2 separate regions of the Oryctolagus cuniculus genome follow, and region 2 is linked to region 1. A link is a contact called in public Micro-C data. All regions are on one chromosome and are shown on one strand. The core of a region is the stretch at or near the end of the contact, and the rest is flanking DNA. Distances in the headings are between cores, read along the strand shown. Region 1 holds the start of LRRC8D (leucine rich repeat containing 8 VRAC subunit D). Region 2 holds the start of LRRC8B (leucine rich repeat containing 8 VRAC subunit B).

Region 1 (3,284 bases), core at 399-2,898:
AAAAGGCGTCTTAAGGTCTCCTTCCACAGAAGTGGCATAACTTGCAGTTCTTTACTGGGGCTGTGTTAGGTATTTCTCCACTATTACATACTTCCATTATCAGAAACAAAAATATATGGGCCACATCTTTTTGTACATATTGATAAATATTTCAGAGATTGTTTTTGCACAAATAGGCCCACAATATAAATTCATAGCTGCGGAATTACCTGTTCAAGAGAGCACAGCATGTGGCGTGCCTTTTGTCCTCCCAAGGGATTTCTCTAGTGTACTCTAGGATTTACGAAGTGTCTGTTTTGCCATATTTGACTGTTTTCCGAGTGTTGCTTTCTTCTCCACTTATACCAATCTTTTTTTTTTTAGATTTATTTTATTTATTTATTTGAAAGAGTTACACAGAGAGAAAAGAGGCAGAGAGAGAGAGAGGGAGAGAGTGAGTGAGAGAGGGAGAGAGAGAGAGAGGGAAAGAGAGAGGTCTTCCATCCAATGATTAACTCCCCAGATGGCCGCAATGGCCAGAGCAGTGCTGATCCAAAGCCAGGAGCCAGGAGCTTCCTCCAGGTCTCCCACGTGGGTGCAGGGGCCCAAGGACTTGGGCCATCTTCTACTGCTATCCCAGGTCACAGCAGAGAGCTGGATTGGAAGAGGAGCAGCCAGGACATGAACCAGTGCCCATATGGGATGCCTGCACTTCAGGCCAGGGCTTTAACCCACTGTGCCACAGCGCCAGCCCCTACCAATCTTTTTAGTATTGATTTATTTGTTTGAAAGGCAGATGAAGATAGATTGAGGAAAAGATCAAGATCTTCTATCCTCTGGTTCACTCCTCCAAAGCATACAACAGCTGGAACTGGGCCAAGCCAAGGCCAGAAGCCCAGAACTCCAGGTGGGTCATCAGCTGCCAACTTCCTGGGCACATTGGCAGGAAGCTGGATAGAGCAACAGTGACTCCCAACTGGTACTCTGATGTGGGATGCAGGCATCCCAAGTGGTGGCTTATTCTGCTGTGTCACATGTCTGGCCCCACTTACACCAATCTTGAATCCTTTTTCAAATGCAGGATCACAGTTGAAAACACAGGTAAGAACATACGTGGAGGAAGATACACCTGAGGTGTTTTGTTTTGTTTTGTCTTTTTCTTTTTTGCAAAATGCAAACATTCCAAATTAATTGTGAGACATTTTCAATCAAAATATCTGAATTGTGCCCCCCCCCCCCCCAATCAGCAAATCTGACTCTGGGATTAAATCACCAGGCACGCAGTCTCTCCTTGGCAGACTTCGGGGACTAGGAGAGCCTGCTGGCATGAGGGACAGGGATGGAAAGTGGTGAGAAAGCCGTGGTGAGGGCAGAGGGCTCACATCTGGTGGCCTCTGCTGCCTGGCCCGGGCAGTCCCGTGAATGCATCCTGCACCCCTCTGTGCAGGGTCTCCCGGCCCGTGGTGCTGCTCTTCCAGCACCAGGTGTTCCCCACCACGGGTTACCTCCCCCTGAAGACTTGCCCCAAGTCCCAGAAAACCATTCACTTCAATGCCTCACTCTGCTGGAACCCACGTGTTCCCGAGTTCCTGTAACACTGTGCGGCTTGCCTGTTAAGAACACTTAGGTGCCGCGTAAATACTGAATGAGCGTTTGCTGACATGGAGAGATCTCGGGACCAGGGAAATGAGACTTCCCGCCGTGCACAGAAAGCCAGGGATTCAGATAAAAGGAGATTGTTGACCCACGGGGCTGAGCCAGTTGTTTCGCCTGACTTTCTTGGCCCCTGCCTCCCCCCTACCCCGCCCCGACAAGAGAGACCGCCAGGGACGAACAGAAAGGGGGGAAAGCGGCGGGTTGGAAAACCCCTCTCAGCAAAGAACCACCTCCTCACCCGCCTGCTTCAGATGTAAGACATTTTCAGGGACAAGGAACGGGGAGAAAGAGGCAGACTCAGATGAAAACAAGAACTGTTTCTCCAGCACCGCTTTTTAATAGCAGAGGCAGAACTAACGACGCCGACAAACTGTTTATGCCCCCAACCCCGGCTACTTTCTCTTTAGAGCTGGAAGGCGCTTCGGAGACTTTTGACTTACTCCTCCCCGCCCCACCCCGGTCTTAAAAGCAGAGTTTAAGTCTGCAGAATAGACTTGGGTGAAGGCTCCTGAGCCGCAACAGCGCCTGCCTGGCACTGAGCCCTGCCCAGGTGGGCGTTTGATAGGTGAGTATTAGTGCGACGGCGACCTATGGCTGCCATGCTTCCCCGCCCCTTGCACCTGCTCCGCGTCCGGCGGTCTCTAGCTGCCAGCCCCTAACGTTCCCAATCTCGGGCCGCCTCCCTCATCAGACAGCCCCCCTCGGGTCAGCCCGGCCGCCCGGCTGCGGAAGCCGCACGACCCCCGGCGGGCGCGGCAGGGCCAAGGGGAAAGCGCTCGCAATCACATGGAGGCCCGGGCCCGCGCCATTGGCTGCGGCCGGGCCAGTCGCGGCGCTCGCCGGCTGCGGTTGGTCCCAGAGCTGCAGCGCTTGCACGGGCCCGGAGTCCATGTTACGCTTTGTCTAATTCCCCTCGTTACAGAGTCATGTGCTGCTGCTCCCGTCGCCGCCGCTGCCGCCGCCCGTGGTGCCCCGGCTCCTCTGCCGCGCTTCCAGGTGGCAGCCGCGGGCGGGCCAGCGAGAGCAGGGTCCAGGGCGCCGCGCGCCTTCGCCGCCCCGGCGCGTCCCGGTGCAGCCGCCGCCCGCCGCAGGTGATGCCGCCACCTCCCCCCTCAGCATAAGCCCCGGCTCGGCGGCCGAGCTGCCCGGGCTGCCCGCCCAGGTTGGTGCGCACCTCTCCGGGAAGGGGCCGGGGGCTGCGAGGGAGGGCGACGCGCGGGTGGAGCCACGCCGGAGCCGAAGCGCGTGGCCCGGCGCAGCGTCCCGCCCGGCTGAGCGCGGCGCCGCGGCCCGGGCGCAGGCTACGGCCGGAGCTCGCCTGGGGACCCGCGAGTGGGTTCGGGGGAACACGGCAGTGAGGGTGCCCGGGGCTCCGGTTTGCGATCGTCCCTGCAGGGGGAGGCTGTTCCGCTTTCCAGCATGCGTGCGGCGGGCGCCTGGGCCGCCGGCCGCGGGCCCGAGAGGGGCGAGTGCGGACTGCCTGGCTCCTGCTGCCCCTGGAGCGCGCCTCCAGTTCTCGCCTGCCTCCGCCCAACCGGAGGGGCGGGGAGAGCCCGTAGGGCCTCGCGGATTCCTCCCAGAGGGAGGGGGGTGTGTGGTGTCTGGCCTTGCTGGCCCGGTGCCCGAAAGGTGAGCCCTTAACTTCTCCA
Region 2 (3,268 bases), core at 396-2,895, 340 kb before region 1:
TTTTCACAATTTTTGCACCAGAATATTCAGTTCCATTTTTCCATGAGCATTTTGAAGTACCCTCATATGCCATAGCAAAAAACAACAACAACAAACCAGGAGAAACAGCTATGTGGGGCTCTTACTTCAGAAAGAGATTCCGAGATACGATATCACAAATTTGGAAGTCTTCTTTCTCCATGGAATCAATGTTGTCACCTTGACGGGTGTTTAAGAATTAAATTAAAATAAAAATAACATTTATATGTTACGTGTCCGAGGTTTACCTAGAAATATTACTGTTTGAAATTGGTTGCTTTAACTATCAGCTAATGGTAAATTGGGTTGCCAAGCATTGAAGTCATTTTTGTATTCACATCATCATTGGATTGAAATGTTGAAGGCATATCTGGTTATAATCTCTTAAGTCTGAGTTTAGGGAAGGTAAGTAACTACCCCAAGTCATATAGGCTGTTAACTGCTGTGATGGAAGAATGGATCATCTGCTCAGGGATTTGGCGGGGGGAGGAATATTCCTTTCCAAACATTCAGAAACACGTACAAAACGGATGTTTTCAAGTTTCAATATCATAACTTTACAATCTGTATCTACTACCACTTTTTTCTTTGTTTCATTTACAAGGAATATACCTATATGTGACCCATCTCCAGATGGTGAGCAGTTTGGGAACCAAACACAAATGTAAGTTAGATTTAGATCTGTGCATACACAGTAGCTCACACGCATGGCTCAACAAAAACTTGAATGACCAAATGAAGGCATGTTCTTCCAGCTTCTCCCCCGAGACGCAGGAAGACGACAGCCGCCAACCTAGAATTCAGCAGACAAGGAAACAACAAGAGACCCACAGGCAGCCTTCTTGCTACCTCTCAGAGTGATTCAAATTGTAGTTCTAATCTCAACAGTCTATGTGGGACACCGCCCGTCTCATGTAACTCGGGACTGCGTTTTCTTTACTCCCATTTACAAAACCTGATCAGATGTCCCTAATGCTAAGTCTTTTATACTCTATTCCTTTGGGAGGTCCCTTGCAAAGTTTTACTTTATAAAGAGAGATGTCGTTGCCATAGCAACTAAGATATTTAATCTTGCCTAATTGAATCGTTGTATTGCAAATGGGAGCTTGGGCAGAGGCCGAGTTAAAATGGAGTGTAAGTGGAGGACACAAAATATCAAGTCCCCTTAATTCCTGGGGTTTGGATTAATGTTGTTTTCTGGTGAGGCGTATTGTTACTGTTCAAACTCCAGGCACTTAACCCTAGAGGGAAGTGGGTTGGGCGCTAGCCATGGTGCACCTGCAGTTGATTAGCCACAACGTAGGTCATGAGTGTAGTCTCCCAGGTCGCCCCCTCTCATCTCAAGGATCAGCACACCTGGGAGGGGCGGATGACACTGGAGGCCAGAACTGAATTTAGGCAGCTTAGTGCGGTACAACTGTAAAACCCTCCCTCCCAGGGGCTCGGCCTAGGGACTTCAGAGTCCAAGAGGCGGGTTCCCGCGCTGCTCCCGAGCCTTTCTTCAAGGCCCCAGCGCACGTTATGTAAATAACAAGTTGCTCGGGCGCACACGTGAGAAGGCGGGAACCCGACCCGCGCACAAGCACACCGGGTGCGGCCAAAGTCACTGGCGTGGCGGCGCCAGGGGACGGACCTGGGCCCCTCTCGCTCCCTCCGCTGGCAGCAGCCCAGCGTCCCCCGCGAGGCGCGCGGCTGGGCCAGGGGACTCGGCGGCCACATGGCGCGCTCGGGGAGATGGCTGCGCTTTGTTCCCAGCAGCGACGGGTGAGTCACCGGCCCCCGCCACCGCAAAGCTGGGCAAAACCTCGCGCCCAGAGCGAGCAGACAGTTTCACAGCAGGAGCAACTATCCCAGCGGCCGCGGCTGCTTCCTCTTCGTCCTGCTCCTCGTCCTCCTCCGCCTCCGCGGCAGCCACGGCCACCGCCGCCGCCACCACCGCCGAGGCCGTGCCGCCGCCCCTACCTCGGCCCGGCCCCTCCTCCTCCGCGCGCGAACTCAGTCAGCGGTTCGCGCCGCCGCGCGCCCATTGGCCGCTGGAACGCGCCGCGTCACAATGGAGCCGCTCGGAGGCGGCGAGCTGGGCAGCGCCGGGGCTTCCCGCTGAGCCCGCAGCCGCCGGCAGCCGGCAAAGTGCGGGCGCCGGGCCGCCGCCGGCGGGCCCGGAGGCGCGCAGGGTGCCCGCCACGGTTCGCTCCGGCGCCCTGGGGTTGGAGTCGCACAGGTAGGTCGGAGCGTGACACCGCGGCGTGTGGAGGAGGAGCCGAGCCCACCGAGGCGGTGGAGGAGGAGGACGGGGATAGGAGACGCAGCAGGTGGGGTTGGGAGAGCAGGTGCGGTTACCTGTCTGCACCTCACCTGCGTGCCTGGTTGCGGACGGGTGGCGCGGCCGGAGACGTTGAGTGGCGGTTTCGTTGCTCCCTTGTCTCCGGGAAAGAAGGAGCGATACCCGCTGAGGGAAGCTTTCCCGGGTGCTAGGGTCATCTGGGGCGAAAAGAGTGGGTGGGCGGCCCCCTCTGTCCTCTGGTAGCCTTGGCGCTGCACCTGTGCGAGTCCTCGGGCGGGGCGGAGAAAGGGTTCTGCTTTCCCAGGCTGGAGCCTCGCCCAGGTGAGCGGACCTCCGTCCAGGGTGTCCACTTGTGGTCGCTGTCGTTTGCCCCCTGCCCTGGCGCTGTTTGTTGGCAAACATTCTGTGTTCTCCTATACTAGTTACTCGTCTAAGGTTTGGTGCTGGCGTTGGGCATTCGTTTGACGGGGGGCGGGGAAAGAGGGCAACGGATTCCCATTTAAAGAGAGGCACAGGAGTTTCCTCCCCTTGGGCTACAGTTGAGCAGGTGTTGAGAGGTCCGGAGGAAGGAGGTGCAGGGTTGGCTCATTACTCTGCGTCCTCCAGGTGGCATTTGTGAAAAGGTATTTGTGGTCAGGACTCTCCTAGCACTCTCTACCGCCTGCCTCCACGCCCAAGAGCAAACCTAACACCGGTGTGTGAACTTCCTTGAAAATAAATTCACCTTGCCTAGACACTTAAACACCTAGCTGTAAAAGGATACCAGTATGAAAAACATTACATTGTAAATCTGTAGGCAACTTAAAATAGGCAATTGGTTGGACACATACTGAGACATTAAGCAGTGTGTGTCTTTATCAGGCTTTCTCCTGAACCTAAGAACAGGACCCGAAGCTTGGAACAGAAGTCACACTGCAGTATCATTATTTAACAATTTGGTACTCCCCATGGGTACAAGGGACACTT

Evidence for each region. Hi-C and Micro-C count contacts between places; a contact is called where the count stands out from the background.
Region 2: a Micro-C map of ear pinna shows a contact between it and region 1, with 4 times the contacts expected there. The contact joins the promoter of LRRC8B here to the promoter of LRRC8D in region 1. A contact is called at or near these places in 2 of 6 Hi-C or Micro-C datasets (ear pinna and psoas muscle).

Annotation. Positions count from the first base shown.
Region 1 is chr7:80,850,532-80,853,815 of mOryCun1.1, reverse strand. LRRC8D (leucine rich repeat containing 8 VRAC subunit D) reads left to right here and starts at 1,648. Exons shown (of 3, transcript XM_051856259.2): 1 at 1,648-2,200.
Region 2 is chr7:81,194,388-81,197,655 of mOryCun1.1, reverse strand. LRRC8B (leucine rich repeat containing 8 VRAC subunit B) reads left to right here and starts at 1,645. Exons shown (of 5, transcript XM_017346108.3): 1 at 1,645-1,782.